Linked DNA regions of Mus musculus: region 2 is linked to region 1. Evidence: chromatin contacts called from public HiCAR-type data. All regions are on one chromosome and are shown on one strand. The core of a region is the stretch at or near the end of the contact, and the rest is flanking DNA. Distances in the headings are between cores, read along the strand shown.

Region 1 (5,787 bases), core at 967-3,466:
TAGAAATTCGCTTCTGATTGTTTGATGATTGTGGCTGGGCCTGCCTTTATTGGCCAAACCTCTGACCTCACTGCCCTCAATCACCCTTGCTTGTCAGTGACACAGGTGACCACTTACACCTTTCCCGCCCCTCTCTCAACTCCTGCACTGGAAATTGTCACTTGACATCACTGTTGTGTATTAAAACTCAAAGTCCCCTTTGAGAGGAAAGTGGGGGGCTTGCGTTATCCCTGATACAGCTGAGACTGTTGTAGAAGTTCAGTTACAGCCCCAAAGGAGTCCACGTGCTGCACGCAGCTGAACTGTCTTGTTTTAAGATTTATATATATGTATATGTATATGAGTACATTGTAGCTGTCTGCAGACACACCAGAAGAAGACATCAGATCCCATCACAGATGGCTGTGAGCCACCATGTGGTTGCTGGGAGTTGAACTCAGGACCTCTGGAAGAGCAGTCAGTGCTCTGAGCACTGAGCCATCTCTACAGCCCCCTGCTGAACTGTTAGCGCTTGGTAAAGAACAGACTCAAAGGTGGAGAGCAGCAGAGTTTGGCACCTCCCATTATGTACATGGTCATAGTTGGAGACCACAAGTGTACAAGGCTCTCCTGGAGCATTTCCAGGAGAAATTCCCTCTGACTTTCCCAGAGAATGGTCTGTCGGAGAATTCGGGACTTTAAGCAAGTAATTCTGTCACCTGTGTTCCTTGTGGGGAAAACAGGGTAGCTCATGAGGGCGGAAGGGAAAGGAATGAGCAGCAGCCCGCTCACAACACAGGTGTGAAACCCACCACCGCAGGCACAGTTTTGTCGTCCATGTTGCGCTGGACATGAAATTGACGTTTTATAAAGGACTGAAAAAATGTTTGAAGATCAGGAAGTGTTCACGTCCTTCTGCCTCTACATAAACAACATCCAGCCCTCTGGGATGGCTGCGGTTACTGAACAGTGTGGGTGCGTGCCTGTGCGTGTGTGTGTGTGTGTGTCTGTGTGTGTCTGTAAAATTAAAAGGTGGAAGGAGGTGGAAACCTTAGTGCGTTTTATAGCTCCTTGAGGTACCGTAGCTGAAACCGGTACTCCAGCCTGTGCTCTCAGGCATTGGGAAACCAAGCTCGATTGCTTTAGTAACAGCACAGCACGGAGCTTATGGAGCGGCCTAGACAATTCGCTGTCTGACAGAGTTCATGGGGGCTGATAATCTAAAGTGACTTCTGTCTGCAGGGCAGAGTGGTGGGGCGGGAGGTCGGCGCCACTACCGTGCAGGTACTTTAAAAAGTTGGGAGTGAAATATGGCTGTTGGCTAATAGCTCAAAGTTGCTGTGTGTGTCTAGTGGCTCTCCAGGCTGTGCTGATTGGCTGATATCTTTCTTAGACGAGCTCACCTGCGCCTGTGTTTAGAACGCTTGAAAGTTCTGATCCCGCTGGGCCCAGACTGCACCAGGCACACAACACTCGGTTTGCTCAACAAAGCCAAAGCACACATCAAGGTGAGAATCTTTCTTTCCATATTTGCACTGATTCCTGTGTGTGTCGTGTACAGCTCACTAGACCGTCCTCTTCTTCACTAACTGCCCTCCAGAGAAACGGCTGTAAAATCTCACCAGCGATCCAGTGGGGCAGCATGATGCGAATAAATGAAAAAAATTTACAGCGTGGCCATCTAGACCTGAGAATGCTGGGGAAGGTCTTTCCGATACCCTGAAGGAAGGCAGCTGCGCCCTCTGGCGGAGATGCTGTTATTTGGCTTTATCTCTCAGTAATTTTCCACTGAATACCACATTGCAGGAGGTTTCTCTTTGTGGAACTTACCTCACAGACTTTTATAGTTCACTTCATTTGTTCAAGTAACATAGCATCCATACAGGAAAAAGACCACTGTTTTTATGTTTAAAACGCAAGTGTTTCTCAGTATTTATATATGCAAGGGTACATACATACCCACATATGTGTATTTGTGGCAGGAATTAGTTTTACTGTACTAGACTGGACTACAGGTGTGAATAAAACATCTTCATTTTAGAAACTTGAAGAAGCGGAGAGGAAGAGCCAGCACCAGCTAGAGAACTTGGAACGAGAACAGAGGTTTTTAAAGCGGCGACTGGAACAGCTGCAGGGGCCTCAGGAGATGGAGCGGATACGAATGGACAGCATTGGATCAACCATCTCTTCAGATCGCTCGGATTCAGAGCGAGGTAGGCAGCTTCTCTTTCTAAGGAAGTCCTGAGTCTCCGAGACGGGTGGGGGCGGGGAGACTGTAGACACTGCATCGGCTCTCACTAACCAATGTAGTACTGTCGTCTAGCTTCTGTTGTTTTGGTGCTAGAGAGCAAACCCAGCGAGTAGCATGTGCTAGGTTAGGAAGAGTGAGCCCAGCCGCACTCCCAGCCCCCAGCTTGGGCTTTGTGCACCCTAACATTCTCTGGCAGTGCCTTTGTGAACCACAATTTTTTTTCATATATGTATATACATTCTTTCTATTTTGAAATAAATTTTAGACTTAGAAAAAGTTCTGTTTAAAATATGCCAAGTTCTTGGGGGCTGGAGAGAGGGCTCAGCAGTTTAGAGCACTGACCGCTCTTCCAGAGGTCCTGCCTGAGTTCAATTCCCAATTCCCAGCGACCACATGGTGGCTCAACAACCATCTGTAATGGGATCTAGTGTCTCTTCTGGTGTGTCTGCAGACAGCCACAGTGCACAGTATACTCATATACATAAGTAAACAGATCTCAAAGGAAAGAAGGAAGGAGGGAGGGAGGAGAGAGAGAGAAAGGAAGGAAGGAAGGAAGCAAGGAAGAAAGAAAGAGAGAAAGAAAATGCAGAATTCTTACCATGAGAGAGGGACATGGCTTGAAGCTATATTTCATGCAAGAAAATCAAAAGCAAACCCCTTAAACCTACTTTATGATTAGCTTATTTTAGTTACTATTCAGAATTTGTTGATGAATCCATAGAAATCCATAGATCCACCTATGATCTATGATAGAGAGTTGACACCACCAAAAAATTCGGATGCCTAAACATAAATTTTCTATCTTTAATTTTATTTCTCCATGACCCCAACCTCTTTAAAGCAACCCTGATTAATAAACAGAGCTGTGAATTAGTTTTTGGTTTAATGTAAAACAGATGTTGTTAAACCACTTGGGTTGGGATCTTTTAATATTAAGTACTAATTCCCAAACAGGCCAAGCGCTTTTAGTGGGAGGTCTAGACGGACTGGCGTCAAAAGGGTTTTAGTAAACTTGCTGCCTAAATTAAGACCACCACTGTATACCAGATTGCTCTTTGCAGGAGAGTCCCTGATAGAGCACGGATAACCTTGCTGGATAACCTCTCTAACTTCTGAAAGTGCACATGCAGATTATTAATGCCCCCCTTTGTTTTCTCTTTCTTCCTCCCGCAGAGGAGATTGAAGTGGATGTGGAAAGCACAGAGTTCTCCCATGGAGAAGCAGACAGTGTCAGTACCACCAGCATCAGTGACCTTGACGACCACAGCAGCCTGCAGAGTGTCGGGAGTGACGAGGGTTATTCCAGTGCCAGTGTCAAACTCTCCTTCGCGTCCTAGGACCCAGCATGGCCTAACAGTGCAGGGCGGAGCGCTCACTGGGCCGAGTCAACACCGGCTCTCAAATTGGGTTCATGATGCAGTCTCCTCTTTAAAACTAAAAACTATACTTGAACAAAACGGTCAGAAGACCTGTATTTAAGCAAATACTTAACGAAAAGTGGGGTAGAGCCTCCCTGGTAGAACAAATATTCCTATATTTGGAAAGAGTACAGTTTCTAACGGCAGCAGAAACCATGCGCGTGATTATCTTGAGTTGACCAGGTTGACTTGAGAGACAATGGAGACTTCACTCTCCTGTTGCAGTTTGCTCACTCTGTGGTGGTGAGCAGACATTTAAGGATAGGGTTATGAACCCTTCCCGAGCTTCTTGGCCCTAGAAACAAAATCACACTTAGAGTAAGGAAAAGGCAGGATAATCAGGCATTAATCTCAGATAGCTGAAGAGCTATTAAAACTCAGCCTCTGTTTATCATGAAGCCTGTGGATGATCAGTTCTTTTAAACAAAATGAATTTTTAAAAAGCTCATATCGTGCTCTACAAAAGGAGAGACTCCATGAAGCCTTTTGAAAGAGGCCCTGACGCAGCCCGGCTTTCTGTTGGATTCCATGCTAAGCCAGCTAACCTTACCTGCATTGTTAGCTCTAGAGCAGCCGACCACCCGCTCGCCACCCTTCGGCCACGTAGGGGCAGCCCATGCATGACGGCCTGAATCACAGGAGGAAAAGCTCTGTGTGCCTCGGTGTCTGCGCGGAGCTGAGGAGGTGCGCACGCAGTATAGCAGCCAAGGTCTGAGCCACCGCAGCATTTTTATTTGAGATTTTGATAACTGTTTGTATGTGTTGAAAACCAAAATGACATCTTTTTAAAGCTTGTCCATAAGTAAAAACATAGATGTCTTTTATAGTGGAATAAACCACGTGGGGAAATCATCTATTTTGATGCAGCATTTGATAATGATAAACACCTCACGCCTCACTCTTCACAGTGCGCAGGACAGACAGACGGACGAGGTCTGGGCTGGGTAGACGGAGGTCAATGCTGTTTTTGTTTTCTTTAGGACCACTCCCTTTTACCAGCTTTAACCATCTGATATCCATAGTAGACATACTATCCTAGTTAACATAGTTACGTTCAGCACTTGTCTCATTTAATGTAAAGATTTTCTACAGGCAGTCTCCTCCCCCACAATCCCACTGTGCGGGTGCTATTGTTGCTCTTACAAATCCCTTCAGAAATGTTATCTTCTAAGTGGAACTTCTAGCCTGCACTCTGATGTCATGTGTTCCCTCTGTCTTTCAAACTCTCAGGTTTCCCTCTGGGCCACTGCTTTTCCCTGGGAAGCCTTGCTGGAGACCTTACCCCAAGCTGTTTGGACTTTGTATTCTTTAAATAATTTAACTACCCTTAATTACTTAAAAAAAAAAGCTTTATGATTTTCATAACTTATTGCTGATTTTAATGGGTTGTTAATTTCAGTCCTGTAGTTTTATTTTATGTTTAGATAGGGCTGGGCAAGGAAAAAGAAAATAAAAACAACCATATTTAGCAGTGCAGTCGAGTTGTGTGTTAATGTCAGAGCTATCTTCCGTGGATAGCACGTCTCCATACAAGAAACATACCGCCTTGGTCATGCATAAGGTCCCAGCACACACTACCCAGTGCTCTTTTTGTGCCTGCAAAAGCACTTCGCCGTTGCTTGGGCTGTGTCTGAATGAAAAGGTTCTTTGAAGTAGCTGTTTGTGAAACACTGCATGCCTCCAGACACTCGGCTGAAACCTGTTGCACTTGAGGTGCTGAGGACAGAATGCAGAAACCCTCTGGTTTCCCTTGCAGTCACTCCCAGACAGGTAAGATGTGTGTGTGTATTGGCTGTCTTTGAGCTTTCTCTTAAAGTTTGTCCTTACCATGGAAAGTAAATGGAAGCCATTGAGTGGCTGCATTATTCTCCTTTTTTTTTTTTTTTTTTTTTTTTAAGAGCAGGGTTGGGGGTGGGGTGGTCCCGAGACAGGGTTTCTTTCTAGCCCTAGCAGACCAGGCTGGCCTCAAACTCAGATCCACTTGTCTTTGCCTCTTAAATGCTGGGATTAAAGGTGTGCACCACCACCATCCAACTACAACTTCTTCTTGTGTTCCCATGGTGTTGACCCACATCATCTTGGCCCAGGACTGAAATTTGGAACATCATTCAGGCAACCTCTGTATGCGGCCATTTTGTG
Region 2 (5,829 bases), core at 638-3,137, 190 kb after region 1:
AAAGCCATAGGAACACACCCTGGCGATCTTAAACAGCAGAAGGGTTCACAACATAGGGGGATCTGAGATGTGACAGCTTATTGAAAAAAATAAGCAAAAAAATTTAAAAATACACAGGCCTAGAGCAGCAAGTAGGTGAAATGGACATTTCACCTAAGTGAAGGCTCAGAATGGTTTACCACTGAGGCCAGGTGGTACAGCGAAGGCGGTGGCAGCAGAGGGCCCTTAGAGTCTAGGAGCCAGGCCATGGGCTAGAAAAGCAGGCTTGCTTATCTTTGGTCTGCACCCAGATCTGCTGCACTAGGCTTGAAGGCTGCTGCGTTGCCCTTGGCCTTGGAGGGTAGGGGTCTGGGGGTAGGGCTGGGGGAGGGGAACCTGTTATCCAGAACAAAGTCCTGCCTGTTGGATGGGGCTTTGGGTCCTCTACCATGGCACCTCAGTGATGCTGTGGAGATGTAAAAGAAATCTAAGGAGAGAGGTTTGCACAGTGCCAGATGGTCAGTAGATGCCGGCAAGGGGCTCTTGGCCACTGGTGTATGACACGAGTGTGACACGCTTCTCTTTCAAATAAGGTACAGGTAGTTTTCATTCTAAATGGTGGCAGTGCCTGCCTTTGATACCAGCCTAGCACTCAAGGAGCTAGTCTACAGAGAGTGTTCCAGAACTGTCAGGGCTGCACAGAGAAATCCTGTCCCAGAAAACGAAAGGAAAAAAAGAAAAAAACAAAAAAAAAAACAATTTCTACCCACAGACACCCACTGTCAGTATTGAATGTTTCCAGTCAGTCTGGTTTCTATGCATTAGATGTAGCCCTTCCTTGATTCCTCCTCCCTCTCACCTTCCCCCCTCCCCTCTTCTCTCTCCTCCTCCTTCCCCTCCTCCCTCATTCTCTCCCCTTTCTTTTAAGTTCCTGTGAACAGCTGTTAGGGTCTGTGTACATAGCTGTGTGCCCTACCTTGTGCTGTTATTAACAATCGACAATCACCCTTCTTTTTTTTTTTTTTTTTTTTTTAAAGATTTATTTATTATATGTAAGTACACTGTAGCTGTCTTCAGACACTCCAGAAGAGGGCATCAGATCTTGTTACAGATGGTTGTGAGCCACCATGTGGTTGCGGGGATTTGAACTCCGTACCTTCGGAAGAGCAGTCGGGTGCTCTTACCCACTGAGCCATCTCACCAGCCCGACAATCACCCTTCTTAACAGCTGGATTTAGGAGGCTCACAGAGTGGCGTGTGTTTATAAATTATGAACATCCTTTAACAAAAACCACTTCGGAATCTGGAATTATTATTTGGAATGCTAATGGTTAACTCATTGACATTTTAACGCTGCTAATGAAGTTTATCTCAATGGGCTTTGGGGAAGCTGTCTGCTTCAATTCCCACAATTCAGAGAGGGTAGGAGGGGAATGTAAGGTGACCCTCCCCACCTCCTTTCCCTTCTTCCCCCACCCTCTCTCTTCCAGGGGTCCTTTCCATGCCACCAGAAGAGGGCGTGTACACAGGTCTAGTGTCATCCCTATTCCACTCTTCTGCCCACTGCTTTCTCACGTTCTCAATATGCTCAACCGCTGATTAGGCTGGAGTGGTTTTTCCGGCCTGTGAAATTACCTGCCATTAGTGGAAAGTGTCCCAGCCTTGTCTCTTGCCAGCTTGGGACTTCGGGCAATTTTCTTAGATTTCTCAACCTGTTTTGGTAAAATAAAGTATGGCTGCTAGGATTAAAGAGGGGGCGTCTAGATGGCAAGTTTTCCCCCAAGTCTTCCACGTCCCCAATCCAACGCGCCCCGCCTAGGCCCCCTGCTTTCCGCAGGGTTCCGGGAAGTGGTTCTGCCAGAGACTGCCTAGGAGCAGCTGTGGAGTCAGGTGACCCAACTCCCCACAGGGGTGACTAAAATACCAGCGATGCCGATTATTTGGACTTCCTGGGCAGGGCCTGCCACCGCTGTGACTGGTGGGACCTTGGAAGCAACAGTAATTAATATTTTGCCAGGTGTGATTCCAATGGCCCCGCCAAAGCAAGGGGTCCCACCCTGAGCAGGGAGCCCGTGGGAACTGCCTGAGCTGCATTCCCGGGCTGGTGATTGTGCCACATGCTCCTCCTGGGTTCCATGCAGGGGACGTCCCTAGCCTTGCCCCGGGGTTCAGATGCTGCAGGAAGGAGCATTCCACCCCCATCCTAGCACCCCCAGTCTCCAGGCAGGCACTCTCAAGGAGTCCCCTCCTAATCCACGTGGACTTGTCCCTGTAGCTCCTAGAGTAGAAGTCCTGGTGGCTATGGTTGAGAGGGCACGGGAGTTGTGGCGTGTTTATAAAAGGATAAAGCGATATAAGATATGTTCTATAGGGGTGTGGTGAGGTATGGGGAAGGGGATGTCTCAGCGGGCCCATGCGGAGTCAACTCTTCCCCCCGTGGGACCAGCCACACGGTATAGTACAGAATAGAGTTTATTTAGGGCGTGGGGAGGAGAGTTAAGAGGGTAGTGGAGGCAGAGAAAGGCAGGGGTGGGGGGCGTAGAGGAGAAAAACAGAGGTCGGCCATGAGCACGTGGAGAGAGAGGGGGGAAGGGAATGGGGAGAGAGGGGGGAGCATGAGAGCAAGGGAAAGAGGAGGGGGGCAGCGCCTTTTATAGTGGGTCGCCTACCCCCCGCTGTTGCCAGGTAACTGTGGGGAGGAGCATACCTGGCTGTTGCCAGATGACTGTGAGATGGAGTTTAGACAGAATGCTAACAAGTTGGGGTCGGAGTTGGGGTATCAGTCTTTCCCATACACACCTTCCAAATTCATAGGAGTCAGAAACTCAAAGGGCTCTGGGACCCTAATCTCCATCTTCCTCCTTTTATAGTGGGTACCACGGCTCCCGAAAGTGGATTGATTGTTCTACGTGGAATTATAAGAAAAACGACTAAATAAGGACAGTGAACTGGAAGCTGGGTTTTGGTTTTTTTTTGTTTGTTTGTTTTTTTCTAGACAGGGTTTCTCTATGTAGCCTTGGCTGTCCTGGAACTTGCTCTGTAGACCTGGGCTCGAACTCACAGAGATCTGTCTACCTCTGACTCAAAATGCTAGGATTAAAGCCATGTGACACCACCATCAAGCTGGCATTTATTATTATTATTGCTGTTGTTGTTATTGTTATTATTATTCATGAATGTTTTGCTGGCGTGTATGTGAGTGTGCTGTCATACATACTGTCAGAAGAGAACTTCGAATGCCCTGGAACTGGAGTTATGGATGGCTGTAAACCACCATGTGGATGCTTGGAATAGAACCCAGGTCTTCTTCGTGAACAAGTGTGCACCTGCCCATCTCTCCTGCCCCTGACTGAAGTTTCCAAGAGTTATTGTTTTCAATGATGTAGAAAGCACCCCAAATCCAAGTTCTGTTATTTCCCCAGCTCCTGAAATTCCTTTTCACGCTCTTCATTTTAAGCTACTGCCATCCCCCATTTTAAATAAAGGTTTCCCTGGGTAGCCCTGTCTCACTTTGAACTCACAATCCTCCTGCCTCAGGCTCCCTAGTGTTAAAATTATAGGCATGAACCATTATGACCATTATAGGCATGAACTATTATGACCAGGCTAAACTACCATCCTCAGCTAAACTTCACGAGTTTGCTGCCAATTCTCCTGGCAGGGACCACATTCCAGTTAAAAGTACTGTTTCTGGAGTCAGGCAGTGGTAGCATATGCTTTTAAGCAAATTTTGAGTTCAAGGATAACCTGGTCTACAGAGTGAATTCCAGAGTTGCCAGGGCTACACTGAGAAATTCTGTCTCAAAAAAACAAAAAACAAAAAACAAAAAACAAAAAACAAAAACAAAAAACCAAAACCAAAAGCCCAAAAAAAACAAACAAAAAACTGTTTCTGGGGCTGGAGAGATGGCTCAGTGTTTCAGAGCACTGACAGCTCTTCCAGAGGTCCTGAGTTCAATTCCCAGCAACTACATGGTGGCTCACAACCATCTGTAATGGGATCTGATGCCCTCTCTGGTGTGTGTCTGAAGACGGCTGCAGTGTACTCATATAAATAATTTTTTAAAAAGTCTTTTAAAAAAAAAACAACAACAGAACAATTTGTTCTTGTTCTTTTTTTAAAAAATAAAAGTATTTCTGGGGTGATGGACAGAGGGAAGGAGTGAAAGCAGACACAACCAACGCTGTCAGGAAGCCTATGGGCTCTCCATGAAGGCTGAGTTCAGATCACACAGCCATCTGTCACCTTCCAACAACGGGGTGAGGGGAGCCACTAGCTATCATTCCTATCCAGGAGAGGTTAAGTCAGTTTCAGACAACATGCAGCCAGGAAGTGTTCCCATACAGTTGCAGTCCTAGCAGAAAGCCGGACCCATAGCCCAGCATCCATGTGCAGTTCATCCTTGTAGTGACCTATTTATAAGAAATATGAACGCTGTTCCATCTTTGAGTGTGGAGGGGTCTTAGGGCAAAGAGCGTATGACATTTACCTCTCCCCTGTAAACATCACAACAGTGCCCAAACGCATAATGCAACACGGGGAAATGCCTAGATTTGCTCAAATGCAAGTGTCGTGTGACAAAACTTTTTCTGAGGAGAGGAAACACATTTGTCTCATCACCCCAAGTAGGGAACCCATGATAGACCAAAGTACTGGTACCACCAGAGTCCAACTTGATGAACCAATAAGTTTTATTGGGGTTACTTAAAGGAGCAGAAATGACTCAAAGACAGCTGCATCACCAAAGTCCACCCCAGGGTGGGTGACAGCTCAGAAAAGCCAGAAAACCTGGAGCACGTTACACTGTAAAAACAGCTAGGAGAATGTCCCTTCCAGGTGCCTTAGTCGCTTTAAATTTCTTCCAGGCAAGCAGGCTGGTTTCTGCTTCTCTCAGGCAGCAGGTCTGGTCTCAGTCTCTTTTCCACTGTGAGTCTTCTGTGCTGCTAGGCTTTGCTTCTTCTAAAAGGGACTTGCCACTTTGTTTACTCTGGGAGGGAGGAGCCTACTCAATCTGGTCAGTTTCAGGGAGTTCCTGAAGCTGTTTTTTAATTGTTTACCTCCTTGCCTGAGGAGCACCCCTAGAGGATGGAATGTTTTAATCTCAGAGGAAACTGTTACACATCAGTAAGAGGCTGCCGCCAGGGCAAGGAGACAGCAGGGGTCCTCTCTCCATGTTTGATCCACAACTGTGTCTATGGATGTTGCCATGTTTGTAGAAAGAACGGGTCAACAATGTGTTTTGCACACGAGAAGAGTGAGGCTGACAGCAGTTAGAGGACATTCTTGGACACATAGATAGTGGTAGAGCCTGGATTGGAGCGTTCACATTCCCAGGTTGGAGTCCTTTTCCCTTCCTTCCATCTATTCATCCAACTACAAAAACACGTAGCACACTTCTAGGTACTGTGCTGGTCTGGTTGTGCAAACAAGTCAGTCCAGGACAGGACAAGGAAAGCACTTGCGTTGGCACAGAGTCTTCTTGGAGGGTGCCGAAAACCTCCCAGTAATCCAGCTATGTAGTAATTTAATACTTTAAAATTTATTACCATCATGAGTTTGTATGATTTATGGGGGTGGGGCATGTGTGACACCACACATATGTAGGACAGAGACAACTCTGTGAAGTCAGGTCTCTCCTTCCACCCCTTCTGCCGGTTCTAGAGACCAAACTTGGTCCTCCAGGCTTGGGAGGCAAGTGTCTTTACTGCTGATCTATCTTTCTGGCCCAAGGTAAATGGTGTTTTAAAGTAAAATTATTTAAAAAAAAAAAATCAAACAAGCTAACCAGAGCCCATAGGTCTACAATCTGGTGTTGGTTTTTGTTGTCGAGTCAAGAGTCTTGCTATGTA

Evidence for each region. HiCAR-type assays count read pairs that join an accessible place to other places.
Region 2: a contact with region 1 is called in a HiCAR-type map of embryonic stem cells, with 3 times the contacts expected there. The contact joins two enhancer-like sites. A contact is called at or near these places in 1 of 115 datasets of contacts at active chromatin or transcription factors (embryonic stem cells) and 2 of 9 other capture datasets (adipose tissue and liver).

What each region holds. Positions count from the first base shown.
Region 1 is chr19:53,368,170-53,373,956 of GRCm38.p6, forward strand. It overlaps Mxi1 (MAX interactor 1, dimerization protein), which reads left to right. Exons shown (of 6, transcript NM_001008542.3): 4 at 1,373-1,487; 5 at 2,021-2,192; 6 at 3,404-5,124. The coding sequence ends at 3,567. Among named protein-coding and RNA genes, the nearest start is that of Smndc1, 20 kb to the right of the region's middle. Within about 2 kb of position 2,217, at least 28 of the 459 cell types and tissues checked have an H3K27ac peak or open chromatin away from gene starts, as enhancers often do. A contact at or near this core is called in embryonic stem cells, where this site is marked.
Region 2 is chr19:53,555,549-53,561,377 of GRCm38.p6, forward strand. No RefSeq gene overlaps it. Among named protein-coding and RNA genes, the nearest start is that of Dusp5, 29 kb to the left of the region's middle. Within about 2 kb of position 1,888, at least 89 of the 459 cell types and tissues checked have an H3K27ac peak or open chromatin away from gene starts, as enhancers often do. A contact at or near this core is called in embryonic stem cells, where this site is marked.